Regions from separate parts of the Mus musculus genome. Here region 1 is linked to region 2. A link is a contact called in public HiChIP or PLAC-seq data. All regions are on one chromosome and are shown on one strand. The core of a region is the stretch at or near the end of the contact, and the rest is flanking DNA. Distances in the headings are between cores, read along the strand shown.

Region 1 (2,889 bases), core at 276-2,775, 150 kb before region 2:
AAGCTCACACTAACAGCATTTCCTTGGTTTTAAGACTTGGCTCAGAGAGCTGGCAAGATGGCTCAGCAGGTAAGAGCACTGACTGTTCTTCTGAAGGTCTTGAGTTCAAATCCCAGCAACCACATGGTGGCTCACAACCACCTGTAAAGAGATCTGATACCCTCTTCTGGTGTGTCTGAAGATAGCTAAAGTGTACTTATGTATAATAATAAATAAATCTTTAAAAAAAAAGAAAAAAAAAAAAAAAAAGACTTGGCTTCAGACTCATGACAGTCTTCCTGTCTCAGGCTCCTGAGTGCTGGGAGCAAAGGCATGTGCTACTGTTGCCAGGCGCTTTGTTTTGTTTTCAAGATAGAGAATGCTCTCTATAGCTTAGGCTAGCCCCCAACTTATGATTCTCATACCTCAGTCTTCTACCTCAGCATTCCTAATGCTGGCATTACATGCCTACATACTATACCTGGCTATTTGTGTGTGTGAATGTGTTGCTGTTTAATTTAAAAATTATTTTTATTTTATGGGCATGTGTGTTTTTGTGCGTATGTGTGCATCATGTGTGCATGTAGAACCCAAAGAGGCCAGAAGAGGAAGTGATATTGGATCTTCTCCTCCTCCTCCTCCTCTTCCTCTTCTTCTTCTTCTTCCTTCTCCTCCTCCTTCTTCTTTGATTTTCAAGACAGGGTTTCTCTGTATAGCTCTGTCTGTCCTGGAACTCACTCTGTGGACCAAGCTGGCCTCGAACTCAGAAATCTGCCTGCCTCTGCCTCCCAAGTGCTGGGATTAAAGGCGTGCTCCACCACCCAAATTGGATCTTCTTAAACTGAAGTTACAAGTGATTGTGAGCTGCTATGTGAGTTCTGGGAACCAAACTTGGGATCTCTAGAAGATCAGCAGTAAGTACTTAACTCTCTCTAGACCCTTTGTCCTGTTTTTTGTTTTGTTTTGTTTTGTTTTTTGGGTCGGGGGTAGAGGGCAGGGGGGCAGGACTAGGAATTTACTTTATAGCCCAGATTGGCTGCAAGCTCAAGAACCAACTATCTTGACTTCATGAGTGTTAGAATTACAGGTACACTAGAATTTGTAGATACCTGCCACCAGCTTGACATCGTTCTCTTATTTTCAAACAGCTTTATTAAGATAGGACACAGTAGCTCTGTGCTCTCAGCATTCAGGAGGCTGAGGTGACAGGACTGACACAGTGTAAGATGAGCCGAACAGTTAAGGCTGGTCAGGGCTACAGAGCAAGACTTTCCCTCCTCAAACAAGCAAAGGCATCCTGAGAGGCCGCTTTACTGAGGTATAATTAGACTGATAAGCCCTGTACAGGGCATATGTTTTGGAACTGGAAGTAGCTCAGATGCAGAGCAGGAGGTGCTAGGACCTTTACTTGGTCCTCATTACCACACACACAAACATCCCGAAACCCACACCCCAAAGCCCTTCCCTGCCCTCTGGTAATAACCCAGCCCATTCCCAGCCTACCATGCTCTCCAGTCTGTGACCAAAGGTCAGTGTTATGTGACTAGAGCCCTAAATCCTGGGATTGTTTATGTGTGTGTGGACATGTGCAAATAGGTATCTGTAGAGGCCAGAGGACTGGCGATCCCCTGGAATCAGAGTCATAGTGGATGGTGCCAGGAATTGAACTTGGGTCTCTCTAGAAGAGAACACTGAGTCATCTCTCCAGTCCCTACTCTTAGGCTTTCATAAGCACTTCATGCATAGAACTCATTTATACTCACAGTGCAGATGAGGAAACTGAGGCTCTGGGAGGAAAGTGAGTTCTCCCAGGTCCCAAAGCTGAGGTACAAAACTAGATGCAAGGATCCAACAGGGTGTGCTGTCTGTGCTCTCATGCTGACTCTACTGCTGACCCAGCATGACTCAGCAGGAAACGTGGACCCTTCCTTCTCCTCTGCCTGCCTGGGCCCATCTACTAATCTCAGTCTCCTAAGCCCTTGAACTAAGAGCTCTTCTCTAAAGTCCTAGATGGCCGGGCGGTGGTGGCACACACCTTTGATCCCAGCACTCGGGAGGCAGAGGCAGGCGGATTTCTGAGTTCGAGCCCAGTCTGGTCTACAAAGTGAGTTCCAGGACAGCCAGGGCTACACAGAAAAACCCTGTCTCGAAAAACCAAAAACCAAAAAAAAAAAAAAAAAAAAAGTCCTAGCTGTTCAGCTCAACTGGTAGTTCTAAGAATCTCTAGGTCTGCTTCATTAGAGAAGCCAGTAAAAGCAGCAAGGCTGGCCCTTTGCAGCAGCATATCCCAGGCAGGTGGGTGGCAGTGACTCACTGTATAGAATATAACCTCTCTTTCTGGGCTCAAGAGAGCTGAAAAATAGCACTAAAACCTTGAAAGAAATGCCTGAAATGCTCTTTAAACAAAGACCAGCCCGACACTGGGCTGCTTAGAAGGCTCAGCAAGTAAAGGCGCTCACCTCCACAATAGGTGACCTCAGTGTGGCCTGAGATGAACACACTCTAATACAGTATATGATGTACAGCTGACAGTGAGCAAAACTAGGGCAGCTTACCAGTACGTCTTCTGATAGAGAGTGACTTCGGATCTCTATCTATATTTATCTGTCCCTCTGTTCTTCTGGGTGGTGTTCTGTTCCTGGAAATGGAGTCTGGCTCTACTGTCAAAGGCTCTGAGAGGAGGAAGAGTCCCCTAGCCGTGCTCTGCCTTCTTTAAAGCTCTTAGACTAGCTTGATCTTCCTTAGGTCTTATGGGTGCAGTTACAGCCGTTGTAAGCTCATGTTTGATCAAGACACATGACATGCATGTTTGAAATTCTCAAACAAGAAAACACATTCTTTAGAATAAAAAACTTCTTAGAAGAGCCTTACCTCTACTTTTTCTCTATGTCATGGTTTTTTAGCCCTGGC
Region 2 (3,137 bases), core at 175-2,674:
TAAGTCCTGGCTAACAACCGGGGGGGGGGGGGACGACAAAAAAACCCGCAATCCCCCATCACTTTGCAGCTGTTCCCCAGTTCCCCCACTTGAAGCCCCAGCCCCTTCAGCCCCTCCAGCCCCCAGTCTTCTCCATCAAGGCACTGTTGGCACCCCGGCCACCCTATTCTGTCAAGAATGAACTCTTTCTACACGTTCCCACTCCTGCGGTGTGGGGGGGAGGGAGGCTTTGTCTCTGCGAAGGACCCTCAACCCAGGAACTTTACAAACACCTGAACCTGAGGGTTTCTAAGATAGAAAGAAAAAGAGTTATGGATCGCAGAAGGGACCTTGTGTCCGCTGAGGGCAGTGGCGGCGGGGTCGACTCTGCTTCCCCAGGGCCCCCAGCCCTGCCAGGGCGCCCCTCAATCGCCACAATCCCAGTCCCCAGCAGTCCCCGTGAATCCCCTGCCTGGTTACTGCCCACCCAGGAGGCCTCTGAGCCCAGTGACGGATGCCACGACCGGAAATGCCCTCCTGCTCAGCAGACCCAGACCGCGCCCCCCTTTCCTGCCGCCCCCTCCCCCAGGGCTGGGCCCGCAGGCCCCGGATCCCCGGACTCGCGTGGCCGCGGTAACCGACTGGGGCGACCCATCAGCCGGCCATTGTCCCCGGCCCTCGCCGCGGCCCCTCTACCTCTAGGCACTGCGGATTCAAAGCGAATACAAAAGGAAAGGGGGACCCTAACTGCCAGCCTCGGACCACCTCCTTGCAGTGGGATCCGCAAAACATCCGCGCGCACACCCAAACCTCCAGACGCAAGGGAGATTGCCCCACACCACGGAAGAAAAATCCCAAGGCATCCCCTGGGGGCTGCAGTGCAGCCCCAATCTCCCAGGCGGCAGGTGCCCGGCCACACAATAACTTTGAAACTTTGGGGCAGGGGTACGGGAATCTGCAGACAGATTCCTCCCCCCAGAAAAACCCAGTTCGTGGTAATGGAGGTGCTATTGCTTTATTCTTGCAAAGCCGCCTTTCCAGGTGGCCTGGCCGGGGCTTCCCGCGCCTCCTCCGCGCGCGGCCCTGCCCGGCCCTGCCCGGGCGCCCCAGCCTCGCGCGCCCCAACCTTGCGCGCCGCCGGGGACGCGGTGGCCCGGCCTCTGCCCCGCGGGGCTCCGCCGCGCCAAAGCACTCACCTCGGCCGGGCTGCGCTCCCCGCGGGCCTGCGCCGAGCCCGATAAATGGTATGCTATGACTAGAGGTATGATTACGTTATTATTATTAGTAATAATAAGAGTAAATGCTATTTAATTACGGGCGGCCGCATCCTGCTCCCGGCGCCGCCGCCCGGGCAGCTCGGTCCATGTGGCTCCGGAGCGCTTTACTTTCATTTCCAGCCCCCTCGGCCGGCCGCTCGCGGCAGCACCCGCTGGAGGCTCCGTCTCCCTGCAGCTCTCCCTCCTCGGGTCCTAGAGAGCGCAGCTCCTCCTCGCTTTAGTCGCGCCCGGGGTGGGCGGCGCGGGCTGCGCACCTGGGGGGGAGGGGGGAGTCGGCAAGCCCCCCTTCCCAGTGGAGGGATGCCTGGAATTCACCTTGATTTTCTTTTAAAACTGCTCTTCCTTTTCTGGGATTTCCTTCTAGCAGTTCTGCATTTCTGGGCGGATGCTGGACCGACCTCTGTTTTGTTTTTCCACCCCTCAAACCGAGCGTAAAGCTACACTTGGCTTTCCAGGTGTTTTGATGAAGGAAGGCATCTCCAAGCATCTGGTCATGTTGTGCCCTTTCTTTGATAAGGACCTCGGTCAGGATCTCCTTTTTGGCTAGGGTTTCATGTATAGAAAGTTAAAAGCGGGTTGGGGGCGGGGGGGCGCAGGGGGAAATCAGTGACACTTGTTTAAGAAAGCCTGGCTGATTTTATTCAAGGTAGGGCTATCATGATGGGTTTAGGGACCATTGCAGTGGGGTTTTGCAGTGGTGCTGAGACACTGGGCTCAGCCCTGAATTCAGCATGAACCGGGAATTTATAGAGCAAGGAGCAAGGCAGGGTCAGCAGACAGAAAACTTGAGGTATAATGTGATTGCTGTTAGCTCCACCCAACAGGGTTCTTAAGTGTTTTTAAAGTCGGGTTTTTATTTTGTGTGTACCAGTGTTTTGGCTGTAGATATGCATGGGCATCATGTGTGTCCCTAGTGCCTTGCAAAGGTTAGAAGAGGGGATAGGAGTTCCTGAAACTAGAGTCACAGATGGTTGTGAGCACTGTGTGGGTGCTGGGAATGTAACATGGGTCCTCTGGAAGAGCAGCAGGTGCTCTTAATGGCTGAGCCATCTCTTCAAGATAGGTTAGGTACTGGAACATCACCTTGGGGTATAGTGGAAGAGGAGGATCCTGAGCGTATATTGGTGGTGTTCCCAGATGGAAGGTAGGGGAGTCTAGTTAAGCCATGCTTGCTAAAAATTGGACAATTGGGCCAGGCTTGGTGAAGCACACCTTCAACACCAGCACTTGGAAGGCAGAGGCAGGCCTGGTCTACCTAGCCAGAGCAGTCAGCTACATAGAGAGACACTATCTCAAAGAAAATAATGATAATAAATTTAATTAATTAACTTATTTATTTATTTATTTATTTATTTTCTGAGACAGGGTTTCTCTATGCAGCCCTGGGTGTCCTGGAACTCACTCTGTAGACCAGGCTGGCTTAGAACTCAGAAATCCGCCTGCCTCTGCCTCCCAAGTGCTGGGATTAAAGGCGTGTGCCACCACTGCCTAGCAAAATTAAAATAAAATTAAATAATCCAGAGATAAATAAACAAACCCAAAAGTTCAGACTTATTTGGAAAGTTCAAAAGAGCCTAAGTAGAATTTTATCATAGAAAGCCACTTTGTTGGAGATCTTTCTAGAAGGTAGTATTTAAGGTTGCTAAAAAGGACCAAGATAAAAAAGAGACTAAACAAACAGAGCATCTGTGAGTGTCCATGGTGCAGCCACAGAACTGCCAATAGACAGGCTGGATTTGAATCCAGATCTTTTGACTCCACACAGTGTTTATCTTACATAGTAAGTACCTGCTCTATTGATTCCTGAAGTACCCATTCCCAGGATGCAGTTTCTCTTTTTTCTCCTCTCCATCTTATGCACATGAGTGTGTATGTATAGTT

The links. HiChIP or PLAC-seq counts read pairs in DNA pulled down with a chosen protein or histone mark.
Region 1: a contact with region 2 is called in an H3K4me3 HiChIP or PLAC-seq map of embryonic stem cells, with 26 read pairs. The contact joins the enhancer-like site here to the promoter of Zc3h7b in region 2. A contact is called at or near these places in 16 of 39 promoter capture datasets (the 3T3-L1 cell line, the C10 cell line, the HPC-7 cell line and 11 more), 6 of 484 Hi-C or Micro-C datasets (CD4 T cells, bone marrow-derived macrophages, cerebellar granule neurons and 3 more), 12 of 115 datasets of contacts at active chromatin or transcription factors (bone marrow-derived macrophages, craniofacial prominence, embryonic hindbrain and 6 more) and 4 of 9 other capture datasets (adipose tissue, embryonic stem cells, liver and 1 more).

The regions. Positions count from the first base shown.
Region 1 is chr15:81,891,012-81,893,900 of GRCm38.p6, reverse strand. All of the region lies in intron 2 of Aco2 (aconitase 2, mitochondrial), which reads right to left. Among named protein-coding and RNA genes, the nearest start is that of Aco2, 20 kb to the right of the region's middle. Within about 2 kb of position 1,525, at least 64 of the 459 cell types and tissues checked have an H3K27ac peak or open chromatin away from gene starts, as enhancers often do. A contact at or near this core is called in the HPC-7 cell line, bone marrow-derived macrophages, embryonic stem cells and 2 more, where this site is marked.
Region 2 is chr15:81,743,385-81,746,521 of GRCm38.p6, reverse strand. Zc3h7b (zinc finger CCCH type containing 7B) reads right to left here and starts at 1,424. Exons shown (of 23, transcript NM_001081016.2): 1 at 1,176-1,424.